Linked DNA regions of Gossypium hirsutum: regions 2 and 3 are each linked to region 1. The links are chromatin contacts, called in public Hi-C maps. All regions are on one chromosome and are shown on one strand. The core of a region is the stretch at or near the end of the contact, and the rest is flanking DNA. Distances in the headings are between cores, read along the strand shown. Region 1 holds the start of LOC107913124 (LRR receptor-like serine/threonine-protein kinase ER1). Region 2 holds the start of LOC107913198 (zerumbone synthase). Region 3 holds the start of LOC107913069 (RNA demethylase ALKBH10B).

What was found. A called contact is a pair of places that touch in the nucleus more often than the background predicts.
Region 2: a Hi-C map of leaf shows a contact between it and region 1, with 2.4 times the contacts expected there. The contact joins the promoter of LOC107913198 here to the promoter of LOC107913124 in region 1. A contact is called at or near these places in 2 of 34 Hi-C or Micro-C datasets (both in leaf).
Region 3: a Hi-C map of leaf shows a contact between it and region 1, with 1.9 times the contacts expected there. The contact joins the promoter of LOC107913069 here to the promoter of LOC107913124 in region 1. A contact is called at or near these places in 2 of 34 Hi-C or Micro-C datasets (both in leaf).

The regions. Positions count from the first base shown.
Region 1 is chrD08:11,183,255-11,185,974 of Gossypium_hirsutum_v2.1, forward strand. LOC107913124 (LRR receptor-like serine/threonine-protein kinase ER1) reads left to right here and starts at 1,276. Exons shown (of 1, transcript XM_016841592.2): 1 at 1,276-2,720. The coding sequence starts at 1,752.
Region 2 is chrD08:11,332,414-11,335,113 of Gossypium_hirsutum_v2.1, forward strand. LOC107913198 (zerumbone synthase) reads left to right here and starts at 1,256. Exons shown (of 3, transcript XM_016841706.2): 1 at 1,256-1,431; 2 at 1,609-1,689. The coding sequence starts at 1,310.
Region 3 is chrD08:11,000,808-11,003,521 of Gossypium_hirsutum_v2.1, forward strand. LOC107913069 (RNA demethylase ALKBH10B) reads right to left here and starts at 1,450. Exons shown (of 7, transcript XM_016841515.2): 1 at 700-1,450. The coding sequence starts at 1,240.

The sequences.
Region 1 (2,720 bases), core at 26-2,525:
CAAGTTTTTGAAGTGCTGCTCTCAAGAATGTCGATCCAGTCCCTCAACAATAGAAGATATTGTTTTCCGAAAGAGGATTTTGTCCTCCACTCTATGGAGAGCCATGTACAGTACACGCGAAGCGGCACCTCAACCGTACGTGGATGTACAACCACTCAAAGATTTCTCTCGAAAGAACTAATCCCTTCAACAAGCATTTAATTAGAATTTCTCATAATTGAAGTGAGGAGAAAAGAATTAATCAAAGAAATGATGATTTCAAAAGATAAAAAGGGAATTTTTTTTCAATGAAAAGGATTTATCTTTGGTTGAATATTGATTAAAGTAAACATGTCGGCTTGACTTGAAAAGTGGGAGGGTTTGGGTAAAATTGTAAGTTCAAAAAATGGACTTGGGAAAAAATAAAGCCCATTTAGAAAACGAATCAAGCCTCGAGTAAGGCTTTTTGGCATGGGCCTATCCAGGCCTGGGCCGAATTTGTAAAAAAAAAATCTACTGTTTTCTTGCTGTTTTATCATTGTTTTACTGTCATTTTACTATTATGTCGCTATTAATTTGTTGTCATTATTTGGATATTGTATAACTCTTATTTTATTATTCAATTTGCTACTATTTTAGAGATATTTGCTTGTTAAGTTGTACTTATATTAGTATTATTTAAGTATAAAAATTTTTTAATTTATTTTAAATTTGTTGAAAAATATTTATTTTAATACTTTTAGTGTTTTTGATGTATTATATTTTTTAAAAAATTATTATAAAAAAATAATACGGGAGGCTAAACCTGGATTTTAGTATTTTTATTCGGGTCTGATTTGAACAAAATTTTGAGCCATCTTTCGAGTCGAATTGAGTCCAAATCTATTAAGTAGGCCTAAATGTTTGTCAAGACCTGACCCGGCCCGACTCGTGGGCAAATCTAGATCCACGTAATGAAAAAATAAATAAATATTCTTTTTGATAGAAATAAATATTAGTTAACAATTAAAGTAAAATGTAAAATCCTAAAGTGAGACCTCAGCCAGTCAGCTTCGAGGCTCGTGGCTCATGGGTGTCCTTAATTGCATCTTCCCTCCTTACCTGGGGATGGTCACCGGTATGGTCACGTGATGTCTGCTTCGAACAACCGCCCTTATCTGCTGACATGTCTCCCTTACCTAGCTCCCCGTATTCCACGTAGGCTCGGACAACCGTTTATTACCGAACCTACCAACAATAAAGAAACAAAATCAGAACAGTAAATAATAACAATAAAGACTAATTAAATAATAATGATTAATAAAAAAAAAGAGAGACATAGATACACTCACGCCCTTTGTTAGTTTGCCAGTTCCATTCATTAGTGTTAGAAGTAAGCCGTCAATGCTCTGCATCTTCTCTTTGAAGCCAAAATAATGAAAAAGTAAACCAGCCCCATCATCAAGAAGAGAAAACAGAGAAAGCAAGCAATAAAGGAAGGAAGATTCAGAAGCAAGAATCCCACCAAAAAAATTTTAAGTCTTCTGTTCTTTCTTTCTCTTTGGTCTTTTGCTTCTTTTTCAAGCCAAATCTTTGTTTGCTTTTTATATATAATGTGTATATAATCTTTATATGCTGATTGATTCGCCATTAAAAGCTTTCACGGTTTTGTCCCACGAGAAACTGGTAGTCTTCTCTCACGAAAATCCACCTTCTCCAACCCAAAAGCGTTCTCTTTTTGTTCTTATATAAACCCCTTTCTTTTTGTTTTTTGTTTTGTTTTTTTTCTATCAATGGGTAAACAAGGAAGGAGAAGAATGGGTTCTTATGCTCTGTTTTTGATTGCTCTCTTTCTATGTAAGTTCTTTGCTGTTGCAATTTTGGACCCACTTGATTTTTTAGCTTTACAGTCCATTAGGAAGTCTCTGCATGATTTGCCTGGCTCTAATTTTTTTGCTTCATGGGATTTTACCTCCGATCCTTGTAATTTCGCCGGAGTTTACTGTGATTCCGATAAAGTGATAGCTCTTAATCTGGGTGACCTGCGTGCTGGTTCTCCGGGTTTAACTGGAAGAATAGACCCTGCCATTGGCAAACTATCTGCTCTTGCAGAGTTATCTATAGTTCCGGGTCGGATCTATGGTTCGTTGCCGCAGTCAGTCTCACAGTTAAAGGACCTTCGGTTTTTAGCGATCAGCCGGAATTTTATCTCCGGGGATATCCCGGCGACTCTTGGCCAATTGAGAAGTCTTAAGACGCTTGATCTCAGCTACAATCTGCTCACCGGAGAAATCCCTCGCTCCATCGGAACCTTGCCGGAGCTCACCAACGTTATCCTCTGCCACAACCATCTCTCCGGTTCGGTCCCTCCGTTTCTCTCCCAAGTCCTAACCCGGGTGGACCTCAAACACAATGCACTCACCGGCTCGCTCGCTCCGGACTCCCTCCCTCCTTCGCTCCAGTCCCTCTCTCTCGCCTGGAACCAGTTGACTGGGGCGGTTGACAGGCTTCTATCCCGGCTCGACCAGTTAAACTACCTAGACTTGAGTTTGAACCAGTTCACCGGTCCCATCCCCAGCCAGCTGTTCTCATTCCCCATTACGAACCTCCAGTTGGAAAGAAACTTGTTTACCGGTTCAGTCCAACCAGCTGATCAAGTGACAATCTCGACCATTGATCTAAGTCACAACAGGCTGTGGGGTCAGATATCACCAATGTTGTCAACCGTACAGAATCTTTACCTGAATAACAACCGTTTCAAC
Region 2 (2,700 bases), core at 6-2,505, 150 kb after region 1:
ACTCCACATCTAATCCCTATTGGCATGTCAATCGTATCCTAACTATTTCACTAAGTTTATTAGGGCACAATAATAACCATAGATAACTTATTAATTGAGACCAATGACTTTCTTATACTTTAGGTAGAGGTATACTCAGAGTTCAGAGATCCAAAAAATTGAAATTATTATTTAACATTCATATGGAGACAGATTCATAGTTTTACAGTTCAGAGTTTTGATAGATAACTCATTGTCTAATTGCACAGATCAACACATTAACCAACTGTCATGTCTAATGGACTATGTTAAAACCAATTATCAAATATCTCATGAAATAATATTTTTGTTATAAAATTCTTGAGTAAAAACTAAAATGCCCTTATATAGTAAAATTACCATTTTACCTTTTTTTGCCTCAAACCGCATTTTTTCACAAGTAGGCACTTAATCACTCAAATTCCATAATTCACCTTTAGTGATTAGTAAGAATCCTTGGGTAGTTACATCCTTCTCTCGATAATAATGAGGAAATTTATAATTTAATCCATGTACTTTTAAATCTTTTCAATTTGGTCTCAAAAGTGATTTTCATCACACCAATACATATCCCAACTTATTCTTATGCCAACTTTTTAAAATTGCAATTTAGTCATTTTTGCTGAATTTGCACATTCACAATTCTTTCTATTGATTTCCATCTCCAACATCAATTTTCCTTTCATGAAATTCTTTGATCTGAATCATTTTCTAATATTTTTGGTATTTCATTGCATACGATCCTGGAATAGTACCAGATGAAATATCAAAATTCTGAGGTGTTAAGGGATAATATGTTATGTGTAAAAAAATTAAGCTTCCATGTTGGCTGAAAGCATGAAACCTTGTAATATATATAACTTATAAGTACCTAATAATAAATATTTCATAATATAAAATATGAATATTTTAATAATATAAATTAATCTACTTAATTTACCACCATCTACTCTTATAAATTTACTTCAAATTAAGTTTAATTAAATATTGCTTATTGTTACGTCTATATAAATAAATTTTAATTGTAAAAAAATTTATAATGTTTTATAACTAATATAATTTCTATGCTATTAATATTATTGACTTCGTTGATTCCTTTGCCGCCCCTCTTTTCTATTCTCTGTCATTTAATGAAACTAATTTCAATGACAAGAATGCCCTTCTCGTTTGACCGTATCCTAACTTGTCATACCTTGTATCATATGGTTCAATTAACTGGATTGGTTCAATCAATGGGGCATCTTTGGGAAACTCAAAAATATGTATTCCTCTTTTCTCTCTCTCTTGTCAAATGGTCCTCACTTGGCTTCTCAAAAATATAGCTCACCACATCCCCACCTTCCCCGTCTCTCTCTCCATCCTTAAAGAACACAATATTTCCCTCATAGAGAGCATGTTGAGGATTGGATTCAGGTTTGTGACTTTCTTCACATTTTTGGGTCTTTGTTCTTTTGTGCTATTCCAACTTATTTTTGAGTTACAGATTCATACAAAAAGAACTCAAATCATTTCACAATATTTTCTGGGATTCTTTTCTTCTTTCTTTATTTTCTGGAAGTGCAGCTTACTGTATTTAGTTTGCTACTACAGAAACATCATTAATGGCTTCATATGTAGAGCCTCACTTCCTCAGAGCTTTTATAACAGGGAATTATCGACACAAACCGGAAGGTATAGCAACGTTCTTCTTCCTTCTTTTTATTATTTTCACAGTGCTTTAAATTAAAGTGTATAATATTTGACCTTTTTTTTACTTTTAATTTTGGTGATTTGTTTTAAGTTGTTAGTTAAAAAGGAGGTTAACGCCATTAAAGCCTACAGAGGTATTAAAAAAGGCTAAAATCCCTAGACCCCATGGCCTTTGCCCCTAGATTCGACTTTACCTTTTTTAATTCCTTTATAATTAATAATCAAAAGCTTTTTTTAAATCGTCATTGATGATATTGATCCAATAATAAACAAAAAGTCTGGTCGGTGTCACTGTACTCTGAGAAGATCTTCCATGAAATATTAAAAAAAGGTTGTTTTTCTCTTTTGTTCTAGTGATCCCTTGGCTTTTACTGGAAATTCCATTTTACTTTTTAGCACAATTTGTTTCTAATTCAACAATGCATGTGATAGCTTTGGAAGATACCCCATGGAAAAGATCAGTAGCTTTTTTAATAAAAAGAAATTGGTTAATGTTTACTTTATTCTAATTCAACTATTCAAATGGTGTTTAGCAAAGCCAATCTCATAGATGGAAAAAAGTCTTAGAAAATTTTCCTCTTTTCAGTTTTGAGTCCGGCTCAAATTCGATGTAAAATGTGATTCTTGGATTTTCAAAGGCTATTTCTTTTATTATTTTCTGTTATTAGTTCCCTTAGTTGTGGATTTAATTTGTGTATTTTTATTCAGTTATTTTTAGTTTTTATATTTTTTTAAAATTTTAAATTTTAGTCCTCACCAAATAATAATTGTTAAATTTATTAAATAAAGTTTTTCCTTTTTCAAAATTTAATGTGTCGAATATATTATCATATCTGTAATATCATATCAGCTTATTCTACATATTACTCATTCAGCTATTGAATTAAGGGCAACTATTTGCTTCAAGATTAAAATTTTAAATTTAAAAAAATATAAAGACATAGAATTATTCAATTGGAGTAAATTGATAATTAAATTTAATCAAATGAATTT
Region 3 (2,714 bases), core at 200-2,699, 180 kb before region 1:
ATAGAAAAAGGGAGGAAATTTTTACTTTTTTAATGAAAACCCTGCATCATGATCTAATCCCCACGTTGAATTCAAAGTCAGAGAAAATTTTGAAAAGGCACTGGAAACGTTGAATATCTGATCAAACCTGGAAATATACATCATTTTGTTTGGTTAGATAGAAAATGAAGGAAAATGATTGCGCCTTTTTACACGAAAGAGAAAAGAAAAAAAGAAGGTATAAAGAGATTCAATTTCTCGCTTGATCAAACACTGTAAAAATTGAGATTCAAATGCCTTACGCCTCTCTGCCATTAGAACAGACAAAAAAAGGCGATATTTTTCTCTTGTCTTTTTGGTTGATTGATAAAAAAAGAAAAAAGCAGAAAGAAAGCAAATTTGAAGAATTCAAGTAACCAAACTGATCGAGATTGAAGACATCAACTGATCGATTGGCAATAATGGAAGAAAACAGAACCAAGTCCAGAGTTTTGGATTTTTCAAGCACAGTGAGTGTCGTAGGAATCCCAGTAACTTGGCCCGATTTTCCGTTGAAAATTCCAACAAGGAAACACCCAGAAAATAGGCAAGATCCAAAGGATCAATCAGAAATGAGTTCAACAGAGGAACAAATCGTAATGAATGTAAATATATATATAATTGAACAACAATCAAACTTTATAATAGAAAATCACTTTTTTCTTTTAGTCGTGAGGTTACCTGAATCAGTAATGTCACTGTCAGGGGAATCTTCTTCTTCCTCGCAACCAACCTCCCCATTTGCTTCATTTTCCACCACTTCCTCGGCGACTTTCTCTTCTTCTTTCACATCATCCAAACAACCGCCGTCTTCTCCTCCTCCGCCAACGCCACCTTCCATTTCCTCTTTGCCAATTCCATCTCCTCCTCCGGTCTTCTTGGCAGTCACCTTTTTCAGCTCCGCCGTCACATCAGCAATGGAGTGGTACTTCTGCATCTGCAACACAGGAATCCAATTCAAGCGCCTCCTGTGGATCGCCGCGAACACCGCCTCGTACTCGGATCCTTCACCGCCCCCTCCTTGAAGCTGCGCCAAATGACCGCAAAGAGCATCGATGATGGCATTGGCCGCCGCGAATTCCCCTCGGAACCAAGAAATGATCGTGTCCTTGGCCAAAACATCAGCAACAGCCGGCACAGCTTGCATCATCGGTACCACCGCTGCTGGCCCCATAGCTTGAACCCTTTCCCTCGGCGTCGCTGCCCCCGCCGCCATTGGCATCTTTACTGTCCACCCTTTCCCTTTACAAATTTGACTAAATAGGAGGAAGCCGGAAACAACTTATTTCTGGGCTTTCCGGATGCTCCGAAGAATTGGGTATTGGGAGAAATACCTGTCGGCCGATAATTCAGTTGATATTGTTGAGAGAAAGCAAGATGGGGGAAGCACCAATATGGGTTTTTGTTTTGTATTTTTTATTATTGTATTGGTGTTAGAGAAGGGGCAGAGGGTTATATATTTAGAGGAGCTTTTAGGGAGTGACTTGGCCGTACGTGTGGGTGGGCACCCCAGAAGGTGGTGACATGGCAGCCTCTGGGGATGGTGACGTGGCTTAACCAAGTGGAAGGAATGGAATGTGAAATTACCATTCCAGCCCGGGAATGAATAATATTAAAATGGTGCTGAGTAATTACCATCATCTATTGCTAAATTCAAAGACATCACATTTACTTTTAAATAAATAAATACTGTAGGAGAGGTTGAGAGTTTTGACTATGCTTTTTTTAGAGTTTAAAAAATCAAATATTTTTTCCTATATTTGATTATTTTCCCAAGTCCAACGCAACCACCTGAAGCAAGTACCATTAGCACATGCTTAATTCCGTAATTTACATCTTTATTTCCATCTCAATTTGGATGAGGGTGGGTTATGGTTTAAGTCAAACATAAAAAGGTAATTATGGCATTGGCAGGGCATCCATGCATTCATTATTTATTTCAATGTAATTTAATTTTCATTGTCCTTTCATATAATTTTTCTCAGGGTCTAGCAAGCAAAATTCTTGTCCAATGTTTGACAAATTGATCCCCATACCTAATTCCTTGATTATTATTTTTGGTAAAAAAGAAGGAAAGTTCCAACATTAAAGCCTGTTGAATTTCCTAACAAACCAAACTAGGGCTGCGCCAGGGTAGGTCCAAACATGCTAAAATTACCGCTTTACTTCCTTTAAGCTAAAATATAACGATATGTGAATCCTCCTTTCATCTTCTACTTACATTTACATTTTGATGGATTAAAAAATGGTTTCACCCTAAAATATACTAAACCTTCTATAGTTCAAATTTCATCCTCCAAAAATATTGGAGACTTGAACTCTTGTGTGAAATATAATTTAATACCATCCATGCCTTTACACCTACATGATTAATAAATCAATCACGTTTATCTTACTTGGCCTCTACTCCTATACCATCCCATTATTTACTTCAACCCAAATTAAAGATGTGTATATTAATTGTCTACAAAATCAAAAATAAATCATATGTTTTTTTATTCATTTTAGTCACATTGCAATCAGTCCAATTATAATTAAACACGTGGGAATACAGTAGTGAAGAAGAAAAATTAAAGATGATGACATCTCATGTTCTTATATGTTTGTGTTACATGACATTTGAAATTAATTTTATATTTTAATCATTATTTTTTTCATTTATGTTTGTGAATAGAGGAGTAACCAACCAACCAAAG